Regions from separate parts of the Mus musculus genome. Here region 1 is linked to region 2. The links are chromatin contacts, called in public HiChIP or PLAC-seq maps. All regions are on one chromosome and are shown on one strand. The core of a region is the stretch at or near the end of the contact, and the rest is flanking DNA. Distances in the headings are between cores, read along the strand shown.

Evidence for each region. HiChIP or PLAC-seq counts read pairs in DNA pulled down with a chosen protein or histone mark.
Region 1: a contact with region 2 is called in an H3K27ac HiChIP or PLAC-seq map of embryonic stem cells, with 2.8 times the contacts expected there. The contact joins two enhancer-like sites. A contact is called at or near these places in 1 of 484 Hi-C or Micro-C datasets (the G1E-ER4 cell line) and 2 of 115 datasets of contacts at active chromatin or transcription factors (embryonic stem cells and memory CD8 T cells).

Annotation. Positions count from the first base shown.
Region 1 is chr7:80,842,254-80,848,778 of GRCm38.p6, reverse strand. No RefSeq gene overlaps it. Among named protein-coding and RNA genes, the nearest start is that of Zscan2, 15 kb to the left of the region's middle. Within about 2 kb of position 4,643, at least 21 of the 459 cell types and tissues checked have an H3K27ac peak or open chromatin away from gene starts, as enhancers often do. A contact at or near this core is called in embryonic stem cells, where this site is marked.
Region 2 is chr7:80,127,127-80,133,491 of GRCm38.p6, reverse strand. No RefSeq gene overlaps it. Among named protein-coding and RNA genes, the nearest start is that of Idh2, 15 kb to the right of the region's middle. Within about 2 kb of position 3,036, at least 54 of the 459 cell types and tissues checked have an H3K27ac peak or open chromatin away from gene starts, as enhancers often do. A contact at or near this core is called in embryonic stem cells, where this site is marked.

The DNA of each region.
Region 1 (6,525 bases), core at 3,394-5,893, 710 kb before region 2:
ACATACACACACACACACACACACACACACACACACACACACTGTGTGTGTGTTTGTGTTATTGAGATTCAGACTACAAACAGCTCGGTTGCATAGTTAACATAGCAAAGCAGACCTGGCCTCCAGGTTCTCCCAGCATCCCTCAGTCTACTTGGCAAACCCTGCCCTCTACCCTGAACTTTCTAGCCCAGAGGTTGGGCTTCCCCTCCCCCAGAGGTTCTTTCCTATATAATCCAGACATTTTGGTCCCTGTTTCTCTCTTCTCTCCCTTCTCTGCATTTTCCCTCTCCCTGCATGTGTGTGCTCTTTCTCCTTTCTCCTTCTCAGTCTCTTCCTCCTCTCCTCTGTCTCCCACCCCAAGACCTCCTTCCTCGGGACCAGTGAACTTGCCTGAGAGAGGCTTCCCCAAAAGCCTGCCATTACTTACTCTAATCTGGATTGAATTGGCTCATTTCACCAGCAGAGAAATAACTTAGCCTGAGTGTGTGTGTGTGTGTGTGTGTGTGTGTGTGTGTAGGCCAGAGATAGAAGTCAGATGCCTTTCTCAATTGCTTTTCGTTTTAAAATTTTTGATCTGAGTCTCTTACTAAACCTGGAGCTTGCCAATTTGGCTAAAGGCTTGCCAGCAAGCAAGTCCCAAGTACCTCCTCTGTCTACCTCCTCAGCACTGGAATCAAATGTCTGCTGCACCCAGATATTTATTTTGTTTTGTTTGTTTTCTGAGACAGGTTTCTCTGTGTAGCCTTGACCTGCAACTCGCTCACTCTGCTCTATAGACTAGGCTGGCTTTGAACTCAGAGATCTGCCTGTCTCTACCTCTCAAGAGCTGGGATTAAAGTTGTGCACCACTATTGCCTATCTGCACCCAGGTTTTAAGTAGGTATTGGTAACCAAACTCAAGTGCTCAGTATAAAGCAAAAACCAGCACTGTGCTTTGGAGTTATGAGCCTTAGCATTGCACTGTGTTTGCTCTGTATTCATAAGCACATCTCTCGTCTACTTGGAATTCATTTTCATCCTGAGCATAAACACCATCAGAAGCTGAGATGAAGCAGGGCAGTGGTGGCACACGCCTGTAATCCCAGCACTTGGGAGGCAGATCCAGGCAGATTTCTGAGTTGGAGGCCAGCCTGGTCTACAGAGTGAGTTCCAGGACAGCCAGGACTGCACAGAGAAACCCTGTCTCGAAAAAGCAAAAAAAGAAGGAGGAGGAGGAGGAGGAGGAGGAGGAGGAGGAGAAGGAGGAGAAGGAGAAGAAGAAGAAGAAGAAGAAGAAGAAGAAGAAGAAGAAGAAGAAGAAGAAGAAGAAGAAGAAGAAGCAGCAGCAGCAGCAGCTGCTGCTGCTGCTAAGACGGGAGAAGTTGGTGTTTCAGGCCAGCTTTGGGTGCCTTGTGAGACCCTGTCCCCTGATAGAATAAAGTGAACAGCTAGAATCACGAGCAGACAGCTTAGTCAGTACAAATTCTTGCTATCAAGCAGGAGGACCTGAGTTGAGACCCAGCACCCATGTAAAAACTAGATATGGTCTATGCCTGCCTCCCCAACATTGAGGCGGGACAGAAAGAGCCCTGGGGTCTGCTGCCCAGTCTAGCCAGTTGGTGAGGTCCAGGTTCTGGGAGAGACCCTGTCTCTAAAAGTAGGGTGGGGAGCAGTAGAGGATGACATCTGACAGTGACCTCTGACCTTGGCCTCATCTGTGAGTGAGTGCATAGGCAAGTGTATCTGGATACACAAAAAAGAGAGAGAGTCGGGAACGTTTGTAGAGAGAATCGCTTAAAAGCACCACCTGCCAATAAAAAGCCAATGGCCAATGATCTGAGGCAGGAAATAAGAGGCGGGACATTGGCAGGAAGGCAGAGGATTCTGGGAAATAGTAAGAGAAAAGAGAGCCATGGGGGAATAAGAGGAGATGGGAAACAGACTGAGGAGACAGGGGTAAACCAGCAGGTGGAGGAACTCTGAGAGACTCTGAGGAGACAAGAAGGAAGGAGCCAGTGAGTACCGAATCACTAACCAAGTGATAGACATAGAATAGATTAAATGGTTAAATAAGGTAAGAACTAGTCAGAGAGTGAGCCAAAGCTTATGGCCTAGGCATTTAATAATAACTAAGTCGTCTCAGAGTCATCACTCTGAGAGCCGAGACTGGGAAAGGAAAACTTGGAATTTAAAAATTATTTCTACACTCACTTGTAAGTTTCCAGGTAAACAATGCACAGACTGTCTGCTTCTATGATGACCACCCTCCCTTCGCCCTTAGCTTCCTTTGGAGGAGCCAGTGTGAAGCCAGAGTAAGTCCTGTGCTCGGGCGCTAAGTTCCAAATTAAAGATTGAAATGTTTGCGGAGGAAATTGTGCAGTGCCGCGGAAGCTCTTAAGCACACATCAGGACTTCAGGCAGATCTCAGAGAGGAAGAGGCAAGAAATGAATCTGCAGAGTAGCCCGAGGCTCGGATCCCTGCTTACAACCATTGCAAGTTCCTCAGTCTCCTCCTCACTCCCCGGGCCAGCCAGCTGGGAGGAAAGGGACAGGCCTGGAACGAGGTGGAGCCGGTCACACCTTTTTGTCTGAGCAGACAGAGCACATCGAACAGCCTGGAAGCTGAAGGAGGAGATGTGGGGAATTCCCTGCTTGGAGAAAGAAACCCGCGGATTAGACAGTGATTTGGGGAGACCCCGCCTACTAAGGAGGAACCAGGATGAGGAACAAACCTCGGAGTCCAGACTGCTGGGGAGGAGTAGAAAGAACACAGAAGTGGTGGGGACAAGCAGTGCTCCCTCCTGGGCCCCGGGAGGACACAGAGCCGGAGTAAGGATGGAGCGGGACTGAGATGGAAGCGTTTTCTGATGTGATTGTCCTGTGGAGGCATAAATCATAGAGTTGAGGAAGTGAAGGGCCCATGGGTGGCAGAAACATCACAAACAAGTACACCGAAGTCGCCATGGGAGAGGGCAAGACAGGCACCCGGCAGTCAGGGTCCAGAACCATCAGAGAAAGGGCAGAGTAAGTCAGGAGCACATGTCTCTAGTTCCACCTACCTAAAGGCCACCCAAGAGTTTGAGGGCAATATACTGAGGGGGGTGGGGAGAGAGAAGAAAGCAGAGGGAGGGAGCTGCAGAGTGGCCTAGCTAGAGTAGAGGTTCTCAGCTAAGGCCTAGCTAAGGCCTAGCTGTGACCCTTTGTGCAGAATGCTGGGACAGCCTCGGAAAGTGGCCTCAGGTGAATGACACCAGTGTGCTGGTTTGAATAGGAATGTGTAGCTTTAATTTTTTTCAAATCCTTTTTTTTTTTTTTTTTTTTTTTTTTTTTTTTTTTTTTGGTTTTCTTTATAGCCCTGGCTATCCTGGAACTCACTCTGTAGACCAGGCTGGCCTCGAACTCAGAAATCCACCTGCCTCTGCCTCCCGAGTGCTGGGATTAAAGGAGTGCGCCACCACCGCCCGGCTCAAATCCTATTTTTAATGATGGTTCTTAAATGCTTTAACCTCCCTTGTCGCCCACCACCAGAGGTAGTGGGAAAGAAAAGAAACGTGGAAGTGGACCTGTTCAGAAAGGTTCTTTGGAGCAACTCCCATCTGTGTTGTCTGGAAATTGGCAGTTCAGTTCACAGGTTAGCAGCAGCAGGTTGATCCACTCACAAACACCAAGCAGTCCAGTTTGGTAGAGCAAACAGGAATCAGCAGCAGTGGTATTGCCCAGCAGAGACAGCCAGGCCTCAGCCTTGGCTGGAGTCAGCAGGAGGAACCCAGAAGGAATGCCAGGCAAAGTTCTCAGCTGTGCTTCTCTCAAGGAAGTGCAGATCAGTGAAGATGCCCGACGGGTTCTATACCCTCCCAATATCACGTTTCTCCACGGGTCTTGCCTCAGCATACGTCTTGTCTCAGCACGTGAGTCAGTCTCAGCTGACATTACTCTGCCGGTCAGACTGAGTCCGCAGAAGTGGCAAGAAGCTGGGGCACACCACCAGAACTTTTTTGGTGCACTCCTGTCTATGGAATCTCAACATGTGGAGCTCAGTAAGAGATGTGAGGTGGACCAATACACGCATGTCCTTAGCAAAGAATCCTTCATCACGCGTCCTTTCACGTGCTTTCGTTAGCAGAACATCTTTTCAGTGAAACATTCCTTCACAAGTCTGCCTTAGCCTTTCACCCGTGTCCACTTTGGGAAAACATTCCTTCACGTATTTGCACCATCCAACACAACTGACTTTCCAAAGGACCATTGAGTTTCCACTTCAGGAATGGCCCCCATAGGTTTGTGTAGATTCCTGTAGGGAATGGCACTGTTAGGAGGTGTGGCCTTGTTGGAGGAACTGTGTCACTGTGGGGTGGGCTTTTAGGTCTTTTATGCTCAAACTTTGCTCAATGTAGCACACAGTCTCCTGCTTCCTTCGGATCAGGACGTAGAACTCTCAGCTCCTTCTCTCGTATCAAGTCGTGATGATATTGGACTAAACCTTTGAAACTATAAACCAGCCCCAATTAAATATTTTTTTATAAGAGTTGCCGTGGTCATTGATGTCCCTATACAGCAATAGAAACCCTAGCTCTTGGTTCCAGAGCTCTTGGAGCCGCTTCAAGGATATTGGCAGGAATTTGACATTGGGCTAGGACAAGGAAGTAGACTCAAATGCATACAGCTGAGGAATGAGTTCTTTGTATCCTGACTGTCTTGTTAAGTCCCTGAATACTGTAATCATGGGACCTTTGTTTATGCCTTGTTTGTTCCTTGACTACTTTGTCTTTGACCTAGAACTGACCCTATTCTTTGCATGTGCCTAGAATGGTATAAAAGGGTCTAGAAAAAAATATACCAGCTTCAGCACTGGCTGGGGTCATGTTATAATGTTGTCCAGTTGTCTTGTCTTTTTGTAAGCCTCACTCACTCCCATTAGAGATGGCTCAGAGGTTAAGAGTACTGATTGCTCTTCCAGAGGTCCTTAGTTCAACTCTCAGCAACCACATGGTAACTCACAACCATCTGTAAAAAGATCTGACTCCCTCTTCTGGTGTGTCTGAAGACAGCTACAGTGTACTCATATACATTAAATAAATAAGTAAATAAATCTTAAAAAAAAATTAAGGTACAACACATTAGGATAATCTCTAAAGTATATGATGTTTCTGGGTAACCCTCAAAATAACAATTAAAAATACTTAAGGTTTTCTCTTAAATAGGCCTGGCTAAACTAAAGATCTTGGGGGGAAAAAATCTTAATTGTTTGTTTTTAAAGCAGCAGTGGTTAAAAATATCCTTAAAATCCTTAAAATGTCTGTCTTTATATATACACTCATATATAAACAAGGCATATCTAAGGCATGGACATGAGTCATCCTCTTAATGTTTTCAATAAAGAGTTTAATGTCTCAAGGGAGGGCAGTTGTCTAGCAGGAAAAACCCTTCCTGCAGTAGAAAAGTCATCTTTTAGTTAGTTTGTAGCCTCAAGCAACAAGGGCCCATGTTTTAGAACCAGAACTGGGATAAGGACCAAGGAGAGAACACTTGAACCAGAACTGTGTGGTTATGTATCTTTTCCCTAAAAGCAGATTTAAAAAATTTACGTTTTATGTCTTCAAGAAAGAATTAGGACCACTAATCATTCTTTCATTTGACCTGTGAGGCCATACTGATTATATTTTTGCCTTTTATCATCATTTCTTTCTTTAAAGTTTTTTAGTAAATCTTTTTTTGAATATATGTATTTATTTAATGTATGTGAATATATTGTCACTGTCTTCAGACACACCAGAAGAGGGCATCAGTCACCATGTGGTTGCTGGGAATTGAACTTATGTCCTCTGGAAGAGCAGTGCTCTTAACCACTGAGCCATCTCTCCAGCCCTTGTTTTTTGTTTTTTGTTTGTTTGTTTGTTTGTTTGTTTTGTTTTGTTTTGTTTTTTAAGACAGGGTTTCTCTGTGTAGCCCTGGCTGTCTGTAGACCAGGCTGGCCTCAAACTCAGAAATCTGCCTGCCTCTGCCTCCCAAGTGCTGGGATTAAAGGTGTGTGCCACCACTGCCTGGCTTCTTTAAAGTTTTTAGTTTTACTATGAGCAAAATGAAGTTGGACTGAGAACTTGAGTTACATGAGCAATTGCTCACAAGCCAACTGGACACTAAGTATATTATGTAGAAATAAAGTTTAACCACATGTAGACTGATAATTCACATACACAACCACCTCTAAGACTTTTTAATAAGCAAAGAGTTTCAATTCTATTATTTCTTGGGATTGTGTTTTCTATAATCCTCATTGTTAAGTCTCCAACCCCAGTCAAATGGCTGAGGTGCCTATTTAACATCAAAGTGGACCTGGCCCCCAGGTTCTCCCTGCAGTTCCTCAGCTCCTACCTGTTACAGAGCTCACCTGGCTGGTACACCCCACCCTCTGTGCTGAACTCTCCAGCAGGGAGTGGGCTGCTCTTCCTCTACAGTCAAGCCTTTGGTTACCTTCGCTTGCACTTTGGCCTCCTGGCTGCTGCACGTGGTTCCCTCTTCCTCTCACCTCTCTCCTCACATGGCTCA
Region 2 (6,365 bases), core at 1,787-4,286:
ATTACCAGCACCCACCCATATAGCAGCTCACAACTGTCTGTAACTCCAATTCTAGGGGGTCCAGAATCCTCTTATGGTCTCCATGAGCACCATGCATGCATACGATGCATAGACATGCATGCAGATAAAACACACATAAACATAAAACATAAATAAAAGCAATATCCTGCACTTACATTCATATACATACACACACAGTTGGGCAGTGGTGGTACGAGCCTTTAATCCCAGCACTTGGGAAGCAGAGACAGGCTGATCTGTGTGCATTCAAGACCAGCCTGCCTATATAATGGGTTCCAGGGCAGCCAGAGTTACATAGTGAGGTCCTGTCTCTAAAATAAAAACAACAACAACAACACACCACAAAACAAACAAACAAACAAACAAACAAAAACTCCAAAGAGAAACAAACAGGCAAATAGCCAGTACTTGCAATGAATACTCAGGTTTGGATTGATTATGGGAGGCCAACTCCACAGATTTCCCTCACTCCTCAACAATGACAGAGACCTCTAGAGTGCTTGTAACATGGGAAAAAAAAAAAATAAAGCAAAACCCCAAAAGACATTGACCAGGATCAGGAAATCTTGATCTTTTTGATGTTTAATAACTAGCCTCCTCATTCTGCAAGTGAGGTCACTGTGTGGTGGAAGACAGCAGATGCGCCAACTCAAGCGTGGCTCACAACTAAGGAAGAATTGCAGTCAGAAACCTGCATGCAATTGCTGGGGCCCTGGGGAGCTGTCCCTAGAACCAGGAGGGAGAGCGTCGCCCCCTGGTGGCAAAGCCAGCAGGAAAGAGAAAAATATGTAAGGCTATAAGCATTAACTGGCACTCAGGAGTTACCACGATGGACGAGGGCCTGGGTGGGAACGGTCTCACATCTCCTGTGTTGCTTCTTCCTCCGGCTGCTTCTGTGCGTGTGCTGGTTAGGGCATGTGTTGATTGTTTGTTGTTTGTTTTGTCAACTGCAAAGAGGGAACCTCAACTGAGAAAATGCCTCCATTAAATTGGTTTGTGGTCAAGGCTTTTGAGGTATTGTTTTTGACTAGTGATTGATGAGGGAGGATAACCCATGCTACCCCTAGGCAGTTGGTCCTGGGTTTTATAGGAAGCTGAGAGAGCCATGGAGAGCAAGCCAGGAAGCAGTGTTCCACCACGGCTTGTGTTTCAGTGCCCCCTCCAGGGTCCCGTTCTGGCTTCCCTTCACCATCATCCATCAGCTGTCAGATGAAGTAAGCCCATAGCATTTATCACAGCAGTTCTTTCAGAACATGTTTTCTGCTACTGTGGCTTTGCTGAGAATGTTTAGTAGCAAACAGCATATTAAAAATGCAGATAGAACTTGGGAGGCAGAGGCAGGTGGATTTCTGAGTTCGAGGCCAGCCTGGTCTACAAAGTGAGTTCCAGGACAGCCAGGGCTATACAGAGAAACCCTGTCTCAAAAAAACAAAAACAACAACAACAACAACAACAAAAATGCAGATAGTTGGAGCTGGAGCTGGAGAGATGGCTCAGTGGTTAAGAGCACTAACTGCTCTTCTGAAGGTCCTGAATTCAAATCCCAGCAACCACATGGTGGTTCACAACCATCCATAATGAGATCTGATGCCCTCTACTGGGGTGTCTGAAGACAACTACAGTGTACTTACATATAATAAATAAATAAATATTTTTTAAAAATGCAGATAGTCAGCCAGAAGGTGGTAGGTAGTGGTGGTGTCGGTGTCAGGGGCAGCCACAGCAGCAAGGAGGCACAGGCCTTTAATCCCACCACTTGGGACACAGAAGCAGGCCCGCCTTGTCTACAGAGAGAGTTCCAAGACTACTGAGTCATGGCTACTGAGAAAAACCTGTCTTGAAAAACCAAAAACTAGGGGCTGGAGAGATGGCTCAGCGGTTAAGAGCACTGACTGTTCTTCCGAAGATCCGGAGTTCAAATCCCAGCAACCACATCGTGGCTCACAATCATCCATAATGAGATCTGGCGCCCTCTTCTGGTGCATCTGAAGACAGCTACAGTGTACTTAGATATAATAAATAAATCTTAGAAAGAAAGAAAGAAAGAAAGGAAGAAAGAAAGAAAGAAAGACAAGCCAGAAACTAGCCGGGTTTACAGTGTACTTAGATATAATAAATAAATCTTAGAAAGAAAGAAAGAAAGGAAGAAAGAAAGGAAGAAAGAAAGACAAGCCAGAAACTAGCCGGGTGTGGTGGCGCACGCCTTTGATCCCAGCACTCGGGAGGCAGAGGTAGGTGGATTTCTGAGTTTGAGGCCAGCCTGGTCTACAAAGTGAATTCCAGGACAGCCAGGGCTATACAGAGAAACCCTGTCTCAAAAAACCAAAACCAAAACCAAAACAAAACAAAACACCCCCAAACTAAAAACAAACAGATAAAGTAAAAAACAAAAGGCAAAACAAAACAAACCAAAATGCAGATAGTCATGTAGAAGCTGAGGCTGTCATGAGGAGACAGGAAAAATGCTGCCAGTGAATGACATTTTATTTCCACAGATGGGTCCGGCATCATCTGGTGGTAGGCAAGGTAGCGCTGTCCTTCAGCTCCTGTTGCTCAGTCACAGAACCGACTAGGATAAGAATAGCCTCAGCCTCAGAGGGTTTTTATGAGGCCTAAGTGAGACCATTATAGAACAAGGCCCTAGTTATGTGCCTTTGCAGAGACACAATGGAGAGAGTGTCATGGATGGAGCTGATGGATCACAGCCAGAATCTGACACCCACCAGGGAAGGCTGAGAGGACGTTTCTTAACCCAAGAATGCAGGTATCAGGAGGCTGAGGGCGAGAGCAGCGGCCACTCCTCATTTACACCATCTGGATGACCTTGGGAGCACCTGACTATGGGACTTGGCCAGTGGCTGGCTACAGTGCTCTCCATGATGCAAGTCTCAGCGTTGTTGGGATTTCTGCTCAATGGTAGGGGGAGGTGCCCAGAATCAGAATGTTAAACTGCTCTGGAGCCAGGAAAGCAAAAGGTCACCTTTTGTGTCCTCTCAGGGGAGGAGCACCCGCCCCACCCAGCGCTTAAGCACGAAGCCTGCCGACAACACTCTCCAGTTACCAGGTCCTGAGGTCCATGGGGCTGATACTGCACGAGCCTCCTGAGGAGAGCCTTTGTGCTGGGAGCTGTGGCTGGAGCCCACCTGTGCAGCCTCAGGAAAGCCCCTGCCTCCATTCTCAAGTAGTCTGAGTGCCACTCATTGAGGTAGTGCACATCTTTAACCCCAGAATTTGGGATGGAAAGGCCAGCCTGGTGTGTAGTGAGTTCCAGGACAGCCAGAGATACATAGTGAGACATTGTCTCAAAATAAAACAAAGTCTGCCTGCCTGCCTTTGAGCACCTCCGCTGTGGCTGATGATTCGGGCTGACTCACATTGACTCTCATCCCTACTGTGAAGTGTCTAGATGGGATCAGATGGGAACTTTGAAGGGTAAATGGGGGAGGGGGGTTGCTTTTTAAAAAAAGATTTATTTATATTATTTTGTATGTACAAGTGTTTTGCCTAGCAGTGGTTCACAAGTGGTGCCTGAGGAGGTAGTGAGCCTCTATGTAGGATCTGGGAATCAAATCTGGGTCCTTTTAACAAGTGCTTTTAACCTCTAAGCCTCCCTTCTCCCTGCGGATGTTTGTAATCTCTGCACATGGGAAGGTTTACCCAGGGAGACAGTGAGCTTGAATCTAGCCTGGACTACAAAATGACTCAGAAGAAGTAGGCAATGGAGACCTGAGTAGGGGGCCCTGGGGGTGGTGAGGTTGGGAGGAGGGAGGAAGATGGACTGAGGAGGGAAAAGGATGGGAGAAGATAAACGGAGTCCAGGAGATTTGTCTTTCTGCCTTGCCTGTCTCACAAGTTTGGTATTCTCCATGTGCCTTAGGTGGACAGGCCTGTGTCTCCCCACCCCAGTGTTCAAATGAGCTGGCTTGAATGTCCAAATCCTGCTGATCCTACACTTTGCCCCAAGAAAAAAAACCGAATCATGATTGCTGGTGTAGCACTGGCCACACCCTCTCTGGCCAAGCTCCCCTTTGGCCCACACATATTCACCACGTGGTTGGTGTAACCTATCACTCAACCTATTTTTTGCATGTTTGTTTTTTGAGACAGGGTTTCTCTGGGTAGCCCTGGCTGTCCAGGAACTCACTCTGTTGACAAGGCTGGCCTCGAGCTTTCCTGCATCTGCAGGGATTAAAGGCATGCGGCACCATATTATATTATATTATATTATATTATATTATATATTATACATTATATATTATATTATATTATATATTATATTATATCGATGATAAAATGAACTGTAGAGAAGGGAATCAAGTCTTCGTAAGATAGGCACGGGGCAAGGCTGGAGCCCTCTCCTAGTCATTAGTTTGTAGAGTAGAGTGTCACAACCTGATACAGACCTCAGGGAAGCACTCGGCACCTCCCTCCTGCAGCCATCCCTGGCTCAAGCTGTCTCTAGCTCTAGGCATAGCTCTTAGTCACCGAAGTAAAATTTCTGCGAATTCATCAAACATCCCGGGGCTGGGGCGATGGCTCAGCTCTTAGGAACACTTGTTCCTGCAGAGGACCTAGGTTTGGCTCCCAGCACTCATATGGCTCACAACCATCCACAACTCCAGTTTCAGGGATCTAGTGTTTTCTTCTGACCTCCGAAGACACCAGGCATGCATGTGGTACCCAGACATACATGCAGGCAGAACACCCATACCCATATGCATACACAGAAAATAACAAAATAAATAAACTTGACTAAAATGAATTAGAAAGGTGGGCTGATGAGATGGCTCAGTGGGTAAGAGCAATGACTGTACTCCTTTCTCTGTGATATAACTCCAGCTTGTGTCAAGTTGACACACAAAACCAGCCAGTACAATGGCCCAGGACTGAAGGGGTCATGCAAAGGAGTTGAGGCTTGGCACCATGAAGAGAGCCTATGAGAGGTAAAGCTGTCTTCAGACACACCAGTAGAGGGTGTCAGATGTCATTACGGATGGTTGTGAGCCACCATGTGGTTGCTGGGATTTGAACTCAGGACCTTCGGAAGAACAGTCAGTGCTCTTAACCGCTGAGCCATCTCTCCAGCCCCATAAGTTGGGGGTTCTTGTGCGCATGTGTGGTCTCCACACTTAGAAGGCAGGGGCAGGCAAGGCCTTTGTTTGAGCCCAAGAGTAGGAGGCCAAACTCCCAACTCTGTTAAGTAATAGTAATGAAAGAAAATCGTAAAGGGAGCAAGAGAAGAAGAGAATTAAATCTCCCTGCACAGAAAGGGAAGGCACACTACAAAAAGCTGGATTTGCTTCTTCACTCCTGAAACTCCAGGACTGGAGAGCTGAGAAGGTAGGACTGCTTTCTGGGCAACAGGGTAAAACTCTACCCTTAAAAAAGAAAAGTTTGTAGAGTGCCGGTGTGCACCTTTAAGCCCAGCACTGGGGAGACCGAGGCAGATTTATCTCTGTGAGTTTGAAATCAACCTGGTCTCCATAGTGAGCTCCAGGCCGGTCAAGACTACAGATCGAGACTCTGTCTCAAAAACAACAAGAAAGTACCATAAGAACAAAACTTGGGGGTTAAGCTCAGTAGTCAATGCCTCTCGCAAGAAGGTAGAGACACATAGTATAACAAACGTTTTACTTTGTTATGCTGAAGGTCATCACAGTGTTCCCACTCTAAATCCCTAATTATGATCCTAAGTCTATGTCCCCAGGGCTGCTCACCTCTGTGACATATCTTAGCTGAAGGTCAGGTGTAGTCTGTAATAGAAGTCTGAATTGAGGGGCAGGAGCCCGGGGGCGGGGGTGGGGGTGTGGGGAGACTCTCCAGCTGCAGGGCAAATCAAGGTGATGTCTCTGCAGAGGTGCAGGACATTGATTGCTCTTGGTCTCTGCTCATATACCGTCCAGTGGGCATCATGGGGTTCTAGGACTGTGTCTGGTTATCTGCAGAGAGTGATGTCACTGAGTTCTGGCTATCAGACACAGCTCTGGGTGTAGTGGGGTTCCTGACTAGGTTGTTTTTATATGCCCAAAAGGCATTGTTTACTGTGCTCATTACAGTAGGCACTTACCTGGCAGATACAAGGCTCTGTGTTTATCCTGAGTATCACAAACAAATGAAGAAACATCAGAGCCAACTCAGCTATATGTGCATAATACAGAAAATGTGACCAAAGATAGATAGATAAATAAATAAGCCAGGCACACTGTCTTAAAACAAAAATGAAAGAAAAAGGTGTGCAACAATTTCTTGTGAATTTAGTGCCAGCCTGATCTACAGAGTGAGTTCCAGGACATGAAGTGGAAACTTAAGGGTTCTTTGGGAAGTCCACTTTGTTGGATAGTGTA